Linked DNA regions of Mus musculus: regions 2 and 3 are each linked to region 1. A link is a contact called in public promoter capture Hi-C data. All regions are on one chromosome and are shown on one strand. Each heading gives the region's core, a stretch centred on a gene start, on an enhancer-like site or on the middle of the called end of the contact. The rest is flanking DNA. Distances are from core to core; before and after follow the strand shown.

The links. Promoter capture Hi-C pulls out the DNA fragments that hold promoters and counts their contacts.
Region 2: a contact with region 1 is called in a promoter capture Hi-C map of hippocampal neurons, with 5 times the contacts expected there. The contact joins the enhancer-like site here to the promoter of Zbed3 in region 1. A contact is called at or near these places in 7 of 39 promoter capture datasets (the 3T3-L1 cell line, the C10 cell line, HPC-7-derived erythroid cells and 4 more), 2 of 484 Hi-C or Micro-C datasets (adipose-derived mesenchymal stem cells and cortical neurons), 2 of 115 datasets of contacts at active chromatin or transcription factors (embryonic stem cells and stem cell-derived neural progenitor cells) and 1 of 9 other capture datasets (embryonic stem cells).
Region 3: a promoter capture Hi-C map of trophoblast stem cells shows a contact between it and region 1, with 4 times the contacts expected there. The contact joins the enhancer-like site here to the promoter of Zbed3 in region 1. A contact is called at or near these places in 9 of 39 promoter capture datasets (the 3T3-L1 cell line, 3T3-L1-derived adipocytes, hippocampal neurons and 4 more), 4 of 115 datasets of contacts at active chromatin or transcription factors (the NIH/3T3 cell line, embryonic forebrain, embryonic stem cells and 1 more) and 1 of 9 other capture datasets (embryonic stem cells).

What each region holds. Positions count from the first base shown.
Region 1 is chr13:95,322,527-95,326,705 of GRCm38.p6, forward strand. It overlaps Zbed3 (zinc finger, BED type containing 3), which reads left to right and starts at 2,299. Exons shown (of 2, transcript NM_028106.3): 1 at 2,299-2,818.
Region 2 is chr13:94,396,849-94,401,027 of GRCm38.p6, forward strand. The region is part of intron 3 of Ap3b1 (adaptor-related protein complex 3, beta 1 subunit); the gene reads left to right. Among named protein-coding and RNA genes, the nearest start is that of Ap3b1, 40 kb to the left of the region's middle. Within about 2 kb of position 2,468, at least 65 of the 459 cell types and tissues checked have an H3K27ac peak or open chromatin away from gene starts, as enhancers often do. A contact at or near this core is called in hippocampal neurons, where this site is marked.
Region 3 is chr13:94,541,133-94,545,311 of GRCm38.p6, forward strand. It overlaps Ap3b1 (adaptor-related protein complex 3, beta 1 subunit), which reads left to right. Exons shown (of 27, transcript NM_009680.3): 25 at 1,647-1,744. Among named protein-coding and RNA genes, the nearest start is that of Gm32305, 150 kb to the right of the region's middle. Within about 2 kb of position 1,834, at least 6 of the 459 cell types and tissues checked have an H3K27ac peak or open chromatin away from gene starts, as enhancers often do. A contact at or near this core is called in trophoblast stem cells, where this site is marked.

The DNA.
Region 1 (4,179 bases), core at 1,049-3,548:
CCCCCATACCCACCCTCCCCCACTCCCCTACCCACCCACTCCCCCTTTTTGGCCCTGGCGTTCCCCTGTACTGGGGCATATAAAGTTTGCATGTCCAATGGGCCTCTCTTTCCAGTGATGGCCGACTAGGCCATCTTTTGATACATATGCAGCTAGAGTCAAGTGACTTCACTTGTATTAGATACTTTTCTTCTAATCAGGGTGCTTTTGTTGAAGCAGTGGGAGGCAAGCCTACTCTATGAGATGGAACCCACACTGTTAAAGAGGCTAAGAACCTGAAACTACTGAGGCAAAACCTACTACTATGATTCTGCTCAACTAACACAGCGATAAACAGCTCCCAATGACATATTTTTATACCTGTATGTGAAATCAGTACTTCACAAGACCTTCATCGGAGAAGCTGCTTCTTGCTGTAGATGCTAATTAACACAGACCCACAGCTGGACAGCTTGTAGAGTCAGAGACTTTGGAGCACTCTATCCTAAATGGGATGTCCTCGTCACACCTTCCCCGAGGCTCTGGGACTCTGTGGGAGAGGAGGTGGGAACAGTGTCAGAGCAAAAGGTGTGGGTGACTCCAAGGAGACCGTGCCTTCCAGACATACCAAGGTGACACAGGTGACACACAGAGACTGTGACAACATGTATAAGACCTGCAAAGGGGCAAGCCAGACCAAAGCCCAGTGGAGGAAGAAGTGAGCAAGGTCCCACAAAGAGCCGATTGCAATTTACACCTGCAGGGAGAGGGAGAGAATAGTGAGATATTGTCTACCAACCCACACCAGGATGGGCCTCATGCTCACGGTAGTTGGCCAATACAAAACTGTCTCCATGTGTGATGACTATTCTTGGTTATCAACCTCACTGCATCTGAAACTAGCTAAAACCCCAAAATGAAAGGCACACCTGTGAGGGATTTTTACCTAATTTGAAGTGGGGAGATCCACTTCTAATCAGGAATCTTTGAGGTAAAAAGACACACCTTTAATCTTTTGAGCCAGAAAAACCCCACCCCTAATCTGGGCCACGCCTTCTGCTGGAAGCCTATATAAGGACACGGGAGAAGACAGCTTTTTGCTTTTTGCCACTGTACTCTGGCCTAACTGGCAAGTCCATCGCCAGCGGCGGCGGTTACTCCTGCAGGATTCCAGCTTCTATTGAAGACCAGCTGAGACACAACTACTAGATTCTTGGATTTTCCATTCATAGACAGCTACTGTTGGGTTAGCTGGACCACAGCCTGTAAGTCATTCTAAAACTTCCCCCTTTCTCTATATAAAGAGAGGAATTCGGTTTGTAAGTTCTGTTACTCTAGAGAATCCTTACACACTTTTTAAAATGTGTTTTCGTTCATTTGTTTGTTTGTTTTACTGGTTTGCTGGGTTACAAAAGAATATGATCAAAATATATTGTATGAAAACATTTAGGTCAATCTTGAAAGAGGGGAATCTAATAATCTCGCCATTGCAAAAGTATTCCTTTCGTGATACCCAACAAGATTTTTCTTTTCTCTGAAATTCTTGGCATAGAAGAAAGTCAACAAATAGGTCTATCAGGTGTGTGTGTGTTTAAGTGAGGAGGGTTATAATATTTCCACTGCAAAACACGTGCTCTGCATGAGCAAGGTGCTCCTCCCCAGCGCCACTTGAACCAAAGCAGTTAACATGGATTGTATTACCTACAAAAGAATTTCTTGGTTTTTTGGTTTTTTGTTTTTTTTTGTTTTTTTTACATTTATATCTTTTTGCTTATTGTCTTCTAGCAAGGCTTCGTGCCCATTGTTCATGTGACTTACTTTGACTAATAGAATGTGAGCAGAGCAGTATGTGGGCTGAAGAGATGATTGGGGTGGGGGGGCGGGGAGTCGGTTACCGCCGATCCATCGCCCTCTTCTGGATTCCACTGACACTGCACCCATGCATGCACAGACACCCACCACCACCACCACCACGCAAAAACACTAAATTAAAAAGCAACAAATTAGTGACTTTTGTTTTGTTTTTATGAATGAAGGGCAGAACGTGCCAGCTGTGCGTTAAGAGCTAACTGGTGCGTTCTTGAATTTGGCAAGTCACTTCCTTGCGACTATTTATAGATTAAAAATCTGTATGGTGGGAATATTTGAACGGCTGGAACAGCAAAACGCTACACAACAGGATTGCCCGTCAGCCTGCAAAGCCCCAAGGCTCTCGCCCGCACCTCAGCGGGCTGGTCTTGAAAAAGGTTTCTCTTTCCACCTGGAGCGTGGAATGCAGAAACCCGCCTTAGAACGCAGCCGCTAGCGGCTGATGTAACTGTAAATCACGCAGACGCTGTTAACTGAATATAATGAAGACAAAGGTAGTTCCCTGTGCTGGTGGTTTGGGTGGACACCTTTTCCTCCTAAGACCTTGATTGCAAGGACTTCTGACTAGTGCCATATCAGAGGCCTTAATCTGTAAGAATGCGAGCGAGCAGTGCGCCCAGCTGAGGATCTGGACCCGCTGAATCCAAGGGCTTGGAAGGTTAACGCGCAAACGTGCAGAGCCACGGTTAAAACGCTTTCAGCATCCCTGCGCTATTATTGCACCGTTTAAAAACCTCCGACAGATTTCAATTCGTTAAACTAGTTCTCCATCCGTTACTCTAAACTCCTCCCGGACCGGATGGTTTAGCAGCGGCGCCCCGGCGTCCAGACCACGCGTCACCGCCCCCCATGGACGCCCCGAGACGCGCAAATTGAGCGCTGTGTCTTTAAGGGGGAATCGGCCTTTTCCGTCCAGGACAAAATGTCTGCGAGGAGCCCGGAGGCGAGGGGCGACCATCGCGGCGTCCGGGTGAGCGTGGCTGGCTGGGGCTCGGTGGCGTGGCTTGGCTTGGCGGGAGCGACCGCAGGGACACCAGGGGCTGCAGTGATCTCAGGGGCCCGCGGGGACGTCCGGGATCGGAGAAACCGCGGGGTGGAGGGGTGCGGGGGACGCCACGCAGGACCTCGGGGACTTCGGGAGCCCCTAGGCCGTGGGATCCAGGGTCGCAGCCGCGGGGTCTGCAGGGGATGCCTACCACCCCAGGCTTGGCGGAGGGGCCCAGCCTGCGGGCTTCCGGAACCTTCTGGAGCGTCTCCGCTCTCTTTGGTTAACCAGCTCCGGGGGGTGGGGGGTGGGGAAGAGGGGGAACTGTCCCCGTAAAGTTGCCTCGGTGGAGAGTGACTTTGAGCCTCATGCGCTAATTGCGACTTGGTTAATGTTTCCCACCTGTGTGTGTGTGTGGAGGGGGGGGGGGGGGCTGTAAGAAAACCGGTGTAAACCAGAGTAAACCAGAATCTCCTCCTCCACTGGACACAAAAGAGTTTCCTGATCCGGGCCTGGCTCACTGGAGCCTTTGGTTGTGCAAGCCTTCTGTGGCCGGCTTAAAGCTTTACTAAAAAGAATAGGATTTTCCTTCATTGGAAAAAAAGTACCTGCCATTGCTGAGCTCCAAAGGTGTTTAGAACAGCTGTTGAATAGTTTCGTGAGTTGAGATAATTAGTGGTGTTCTGAATTTTTTATTTTATTTTTTTTTTTAAGACGGGGTCTGTTTCCTTGGGTGACCTGAAACTTGCCTGTGTAGACCAGGCTGACCTGGATCTTACAGAGACTACCTGCCTCTGCCTCCCAAGGGCTTGGATTAAATTCATGGGATTAAATTCCTGGTGATTCCAGTACTGTTTATTAGTGCACACTTTGGCCTCAAATAGTTCAAGGCAAGTGACAATAAGAAGCATAGGAAATGTTGTTTTTTAAAGTGCTAATCCATACCACATAATTCAAAAGCCACATGTGTGTGTATATGTATGTGTACATATACATATATATTAATGCAGAGCTGAAAGAAAGGTGCACTTTCGGGCATAGTGCATTATTTTACAAGGCTTTAATAGTGCTTTGGTGGCTTTTAGCTAATGGTAGAAATAGCTGAGAGTTCAGCTTACAGCATTCACGTGGCTTTTTTTGCTTCACTAAATAGCTATGAATCCAGTACTTTATTTTTTTTTAACAGCCCATGTAAAATCTTTTTCTGAATATTTTCCCACTTAGCTCTTTGCTTCACAATACGTTGCAATCATTTTCACTGACTTAAAAGTTTGTTATGGGAATGCTCCCACCACCGTGTGCTCATGACCATGAGGATGCCTGAGGGTCCGATTCCACAGAGCCTG
Region 2 (4,179 bases), core at 1,218-3,717, 930 kb before region 1:
TTGTGTCTCTGTCCATTGATGGGCTTTAGGACTTTAGGGCTGTTAGGAGCAGTGTTGCCCTGAGTGTTAGTGTCCAGGTACTCGTGTACACACTGATGTAGACCCTAGTCTGCTGTTGCTGAAGGTATGACAACTCTGTGGGAATATTACCTGCCAACCATTTCTTTCCTACAGCATCATTTTAAGTTCAAATCAGTGATGCTTGTGAGTTGCAGTTTTTCCTGTCGTTGGTTATACCTGCCTTTCTTCCTCCTGTCCTCTCTCTGTCCCTCCCTTGGCTTTCCCCCACCCCAGTTTTCTTCCTTTTATCCTTTTTGATGCTGGGGGTAGAACTGAGGGCTTCGTGCATCATTCAGGAGTGTGCTACCACTGAGCACATCTTTCTGTTTAACTTTTAAAAAGTCTATATTTTAGATTATGGCTCTTTTAGAGAGTATGGACTAATATCTCATGGGCAGTTTTATCTTTATTTAATTTCATTTCTCTGGTCAGAAGGCATTTGGTACCCAGTGTGGTATAGTAGTGTTTCCTGTGCCATCTTGGATTTGTCCCGCCTACTGCACTCCCAGGTTTCTTCTGGCCTCGGGTACTTTCATGTCAGGTACTTGCATGTCGCTTATGTACAAGCCTAAGACTCTGGTACTTTTGTGCAGAGCGGATTTGACGTTTATACAATTGCAAAGCATGGTTAAAGCTGGCCTTAGTGTTACCAGGAATGGAGTCTCAGCAGTAATGATTGCTAACATGTAAGAATGCTCTCTGTGCTGAGATTGTTAGTGTTTCACACAAATGAACAACACCGTGAAACTAGATCTGTTTCCCTGTGTGTATTTTCCAATGAAGACATGATGGAGGATACACTGAAGTCACAGCAGATGTTTGCGGTCACCATCCAAAGCCAGGGAGTGTCCCAGCCATTGCTCTCTCAGTGCCATTCTCTGTGCTTGAAGCTTTTCTCCTGTTCTACCTTGGCCTCTGACCCCTCCCTCATCAGCACTAGGTATGAGCCACGCTGTGGGAGGCGTCTGGTGTGCGGATGATCTTTTTGTTGTGGTAGATATGGAGAGGAACGATGGAGTCCATGAAGCTGGTAGTAAATTCACTTGCTCTTCCTGGACCTTTCGTCGTGGAAACAGAACACTTTTCGTTAATTTTGCTCACTGAGAGCTGCTTGTCTGGCAGGTGGTTATGCAGGAGACCTTGCTGTCTCCTCCTTTTCCTCTTCTGCCCCCCAGTTCTGCTGTGTTGCCCAGGACTCTGTAAGAGAAGTTTTAGTAGAGTCATTATTGCTGGTCTCTTTCTTTTAAATATGCTTTTAGTTTTATTTGATGTGTATGGTGTCTGCCTGCGTGTGTGGCTTTGTACCGTTTGTGTACAGTGCTCATGAGAGCAGAAGAAGGTGTTGGATCCTCTGGAACTGGAATTACAGATGGTTGTGAGCCACCACGTGGGTGCTTGACACGACGTCCTCTGTGTCCCCTGTAAGAGCACCAAGTGCTCTCAGCCACTGGTCTCCCCATTTGCCTCTGGGCTGTTTGCTTTTGATGTCTTTGTTCTTTAAAACTTTGTGATTTTTTTGGTGGGGGGAATATACTTAATCTAATATTATGGAAAACCTGAAATGAGCTTCTTAGAAACCTGTGCTCAGAGAATTGATTGATGTTTTCTTGCTGCCAAGTGAGAAATTTCATTTTTGTAAGTGTATGCTGCCTTAGATACACAGGGGAGCCATCTGGTACGTCATCTGACATGAGATGTCAGATGATACAAAAAGTGACCTAGAAAGCAGTCGGCTAGCGTACAAAAATAATCAAAGCGTTAGTCAATAACTCATGAAGTTTGATGCAGTGGTATCGATAAGCTAATTAAACAGATCTGCCTGTGTTCTTGCAGACTGCCGGGGCCCTGCTATGATTAGCTTTACAGCAAGGAGTGTTGTAACATTGAATGAAAGTAACTGATCAGAGAGTGGCGTAGTCACGGACCTTCAACTACTCCCATTTCTGCTCACAGAATGGTCTCAGGGAAAGTAGGCTTTCTGTGCACACCTGCAGCCTGGCAGTGCATAGGCCTCTTGTGGTCAATATTGATTGATTCTTATAACAGAACTGGAACAAATTTAGTGTTTTGCAACCTTCTGTGATTTAATATTGTTATGCTTTTTGCCATAACAGTCACAGAAATCCTCCTCCAATTGTGAGTAATTACAGCGAAGCCTGCTAGCTCAGCTGTGGTTCTGAGTCATTATCAACCCTAGCTCCATCCTGGAGTTCATAATACAGTTTTAAAGCTCGCTGGCTGTCCTGAGAAACAAAAGTGTTGTTGAGAAATAAATCCCAAGGAAATCAGGGCAGCGTGGACTCTTAGTGTTTTTTTTCTCTAAAACTTGGCTGTGCAGAGTTGGCTCTGAGCATGATTGGGAAGGACAAAGAGCACTTGGAGTGGTTGTTCCAAGCAGACAGAACAAGTTCCACAATCATCATCATGCTCCTCGGGTGCACTGTGGCTTTTAGACATTGCTAGTCAGTGGCTTACAACTGCTGGGGACATTAGATCCCATGGGTAGTTACAGAGCTTTGATCAGCAGTCCAGTCTGGCTGGCAGGATACAGTTTAACTCAAGCACCTTCAGTCCTAGGTGATTCGAGAACTTTCTGATTGACATGTGCTCTAGCTGATAACCTGTCAGCCAGCAGGTCTTGGCTACTTTCTAGCAGAGCTGCATTCAGGAACTTAAAACTCGAGCTGGGAAGTTGTGGCCATCTGTTTTCAAAGAACCATCTATCACAGGATCGGCATTATGGCACCGACACGTTAAGACGTTGCTTTGAATCAGAAATGTTAGTTGTGGTTTGGATCTTTTAGCTTCTTCCACTTTTAAACTAGCATCCCTTACCTGGTTTGGTTTCTGTCTAAACTGGTCTTGCCTGGTCTTGGAACCTATGGTTTGTCCCTTATGTGAAAACTCACTTGAGATGATTAAATGGGACAGCATTACGTATTCATCTTTGGACTTTGCAGACTCCGAAGTGTGAGAAGCACCTATTGAACAAAAGAAGTCACATGGAGTATGATTGGGAATTTAGGCAAAAAGTTCGCTGATTAAAGAGATGGGGATCCTGGAGTAAGGCACCCTGACCTCACAGAGTAACAACAGTTCCTATTGGCTTGTTAACATGAACTTCCAGGGCTAGGGTCATCACGGTACAGATCTGCACATGTGTCAGGAGACCGGTTCTTTTTTTTTGTTGTTTTTTTCCAAGACAGGGTTTCTCTGTGTAGCCCTGGCTGTCCTGGAACTCACTCTGTAGACCAGGCTGGCCTCGAACTCAGAAATCTGCCTGCCTCTGCCTCCCAAGTGCTGGGATTAAAGGTGTGCGCCACCACGCCCGGCTAGGAGACCGGTTCTTACATAGCAAAGCTGAATGCTAGACATTATGTATGATTTATTAAAGGTTAGATGATGTAAAGCCTTTGTCTATAAATACAAAGTTTTTTCCTGCCTTAAAGAACAAGAGATGTGAGTGTAGTCCTTTAGTTCCAGGACTGAGGAGGTCAAGGCAGGGCTCCTGAGGTCCTGACCAAGTTAGGCTATAAGGAGGCTCAGTCTCAACAGATATTTTATGAAAAAATTATTTTGGGGATTGCGTAATTTTACTGGGTTTTCAGGTATCCCTCGGGGAGGGTACTAACTCCTTTTCTTAGGTAATAAGTCAATAGGAAACTGGAGGACAGATCTCATTGGCCAGAACACGGAGGCCTCCGGAAAGCGCCCCTGCATCCCCACAGACACATCCTGTTTGTGTGTTTCTGCCTCTGTGACCATCAGCAAACCTGCCTCCCCTTTGACTTGCGGTAGTGACTGTGCTTAGTGGAAGTGAGCATTGAGAGCAGAGGCAGTGTAGGCCGTGGGAAGTCAGAGCGTGAGGTGAAGAATAAGGGAAAATAAAAAATAAAAGTGAGCCAGAGAGTGCTTTCCTCTTATAACCAGAAAGAAACACTGAAGAGCTTCCTCAGGTGAAAGGCACCCAACAAGACGAGGTGCTTCTGTACAGCCAGGACCCCGAGTCAGAGAAAACATGCTTTATAAGATATTGGAAGCTTAAAATATGGATTAGGTATAGGGTACTAGGCTTGGACTGATGTGACATTTCTTGATTTTGGTAAGTAAACTATTTGA
Region 3 (4,179 bases), core at 584-3,083, 780 kb before region 1:
GCTGTCCCGCAGCCTCATCCATGGGCTCACCTGGCTGCTCCCCATTCTGAAAACACAGGCCTAGGTACAAGGTTTTCCTCCCTTCGCTCCCGTAAACAAGCCGGCCCGGGCTGCACCTTTGCCCACGCCTGTCCAGAGCTTCACATTCTACTGTGGGGAAGGTCTTCTCCATCCCACTGGGCCTGTGTTAAGGTCCCTTACTTTAAATTCTCAAAATATTTGCACAGTATGTAAGAGCACAGCTTCCTTCAGTAAAGGTTTGTTGGTTGGATGCATAAGCAGGGCACACTGGTTTGCCTTGAATCCATGGTTTGAAAGAGGTGAGGTAGCTTATGCGAATAGAGTTTCTGGGGTGGAGGAGGGGGACTAAGTTTGTGGTAGAGCACTATCTAGCGTGCATCAGGCCCTAGGTTTGGCCCCTATTATCGGGAAGAAAGAAATCAGTAGTGACAAAAGTAAGTAGCTTTTTATGTCCCTTCTGTAAGTCCCTACCTCTATCCAGTGATAGATAGGATCTATAACTCTCACCTCTCAAGTCACCTCCGCCTTGCCCAGGGGATCCAGTGAGGCCTGAAAGGAACAGTGCCTGTGGGGACAGCTCAGGGAAGCTTTGCTTCATACCTCAGGCACAGGTTTGGTTGGGAACAGATTTGATTGGCTCATTTATTCACCGCTGCATCATCACGTTCCTCCTTTGACTGGAATGCAAAAGTGGTACCTGGAGATTCGGCAGCCATCTGGCAGCCATGAGGAAAGCCAACATCCTGTGGATGGTGGAGTGGAAAGCTAGAGAAAGCCGGGTCCTTGAGGGTTACTTTGGCCACCTAATGAGCCTGTGACTCTAAGACAATAAACACCTGCTTCTCCAGGAACTCTTAGTGGAGTTCCCGGTTATCTGTATCGAAGAACACTCCTAATCGGTGGTCCTCATCAGCCAACCTCAGCTGTCTAACTTCTACATTCCTTAGCACAATTCTGGGAGGCTTTATTGACAGTAGTAGAAGATTTAAGGATGAAATTGCACCTTGTTTGTTCTCCACTCAACACAGAAGCAGGGACGTCCTTAAACATATCGCGTCTTGTCAGTTGTAACAACTGTCAGGGAGTGGCAGGCACAGTTAGAAGATAGCGTGTTCACTTGAAAAGGGAGCTTTGGAGTTGGATCCCCACAAGACACATAAAGGTAGAAGGGGAATCTGCTCCGCACGGCTATCCTGGGACCTCCACACTTCTGCATGCATGTGCACAAGCGCAATCTCACACATGGCTTAAACATACTAGATTGAAGAAGCAGATGAATAAATGACAAAAGCCAGGTATGGTGGCACATACCCATAATTCCTGTGCATGAGTCGTATAGGTAGAAGCCTCAGGAATTGAAGGCCAGTCTGGATTACAAAAGACCTGTCTTTAAAAAAAAAGAAAACAGAATGAAGAATAAAACCCTGCGGGGCTCATCTAGTAGTGTTTGCCTCACAGACGGAAACCCTCGGGCTCTTACAGCAGTGCAAGCTGTAGCCGCAGCATCCTGGGGTGAAAGCAGAAACTCAGAAGGTCAAGTTGAACTGTCCCTGTTAAACTGCAGTGTGTCAGAGAATGATTTGTTTTTTAAGCATTTGGTTATCTTTGGATCTTTCTTTCCTTAGCACCAAGGATGACTGCTTCAACGTCACCCTCCAGCCACCTGTTGGGGAGCTGCTTTCACCTGTGGCCATGTCAGAGAAGGACTTTAAGAAGGAGCAAGGTGAGAGGTGACTACAGTTTGCTACAAGTTCTGTACTGTACAGTGTACACCTGTGCTTCCAACCAGGCCCCAGGGTTTCCAGACATCCCCAGCTGTCCACAGGCAAGCATGCTCTCTGCCCGCCCATTTTCTCTAGTGCGTGCCCTCATACACGTCCATGTATATCGCTGGCAGCTTTAGAAATTAGTTAATGTGTCTTTAAAATAATAGACTGCTCCTGACCTGTTCGGTTCTGAAAGTTGTTTTTTAGCCCTGCACTGTGTCTGCATTTTAAATTCCAGGAACCGGAGACTCACTTATGTTCCACCGCTGTGAGCCTTAGGTCTACATTTGTCGGTGCACTGTTACAAAGCGCTTTTCTGTCTCCTCCTAATGTGTTTTTTGTATACACAGTAACACACTTTACCTTCGGAATAAAGCCTAATTAAACTATTGAAATACCTCTATTCTCTCTTGACTGTCTTAAAGAAATACTTTGACAAAATCAGATCAGAAAAAAATTTAAATATACACTAAAGAAAATATTTGCAACAGAGTGCAGTTATTAATATTTTACTTGCCCAAAGTCAAGCTTGCTTTCTAATAACTGAGGGGTCTTTTTATGTATGGTTATGGGGGAGATACTGATTTTATATGTTTAAGGGCAGCTCATAATGGTAGGGTCTGTTTAAATGCTGCCATCGCAATGTGTAAAAGTTTATGTGAGCCTCAGCTATTTTCCCTCTGGAGGCTGAAACCAAAGATCCTTTATCTGGAGGTCATTGAGTCATTTCTGTCACTCGTCCCTGGCTGAGGGGAGACCTTGCTTCCTGGCACTAGGTGATTGTAGTGTCGAGTGTTTATTTCATGCAGCCCTGACTGTCTGTGGGATCCGAGAGACCTGTTAGAAGCCTCCCCCCACGGGAACCTCGAACAACACTGCCAGTGTGGAGTGTCCACCTCTCATACCTCACTAAGTGGTTGTTAAAAAGGCATAGCTAAATTCAACTTATATGTCTTCTGAAAAGTTGTGTACTGCTGTAGCAGGAATGCTCTCTGTGGCTTTCTTTTCCTAATGACAAATGAATTGATTCTCATGTTTACTGTTCTGCCCTTTGCTGGCTAAAGCCTGCCTCTGCTTTACATCTGTCTGCTCAGCCAATCAAGGTGAGTGGCTCGCCAGGGAGGACGGTGCCCATGTAGGGGATAGCCTGCTTTCGGGGTGCAGCTCGTCGGTCCCACAGATCCCTGCATGCCCTTGTTCGCCCTCGGCTCTCTTTTAGAATATGTGTGATTTTCATCAAATGTTTTGTTCTCTGCTGTGACTGAGGGATTTTTCGCTGACTAGCCATACAGAACCGCACGTGCACCGGAGAGGTGCACACGGAGAATAGCCGCCGTCCTCTGCGGGCTTGTTGCCAAAATTCCTTTTTCTTCTGCCATTTTACTCTATGGTTGTTGATTATTTGTCTGAATAAATCTGGCAGCTGTTTGCTATGTTTAATAGAGCAGAAAGGCTACTCTGAATAAAGCTATTTGAAAATGTGTTTATATGAAGTATTTGTAAATCCTCGCAGGTCTCTTGGCGTTTCTGTATCATTCTCTCTGTCTTCCTGAATTCATCCTTTGATGTGGGACTTGACGCTGGCAGATTTTCCACAAGCTTTTTCAGTAGCATCCTTTTTAGTTGCAGGTTTCAGCGGGTTTGGTAATAGAGGTCTCAATCCGTAACTTTACATGAGGATTTGTGAAACCGATCCAGGAACGGGTCTGAGCTTCACAGAAGACTTCTTAAAATGACTCGGGAGTGGGCAGGCAAACCAAAATCAAAACCGTTTGTTTACATTTGTCAGTGTAAAGTTCTAGAAGGTAAAATTGAAGTAAATTGGGGAAGTGTGTGTATGCTTTGTTACACACTAGCTTTAAATCCTGTTTCTACTTGAATAAATACCCTTAACATACACAATTATTTCATTTCACAGGACAGAGATTTATAACTCAAAAAGTGCATTACGTGTATTTATTAGGATTGAAAAATTATAAAGAAACAGGAGGAATTGGGTTCCATTTTATTGCAAAGATGAACAAAACTGAAAATATGTAAACTATTAGAAGTGGTCTTAGCAGACATGCTACACATCCCTGTTGCTTAAAACTACAGCTTTATTTCAAGCATGCTACCTGATCCGTCAGTCTTCCTCGGCTGCTGGACTTACTTGGTCAGAGCAGCAGGACTGCAGGCCAAGTGCTCAGTCAGCCTGGACCGTCCTGTATATTGAAAGTGTTACAGTATTCATATTATTGAGCCTTCGACTGAAGTGTGATTTATTTGTTTCGAGTTCGAGTATTACAGTTAGTTAATGAGCTATGTGTGAGAGCCTTTCAATACTGTGATGTGTACTGAAAAAATGAATCTAGTTTCTTCAGACAGTTTCACTTCAAAAGTCTTAGCCTGT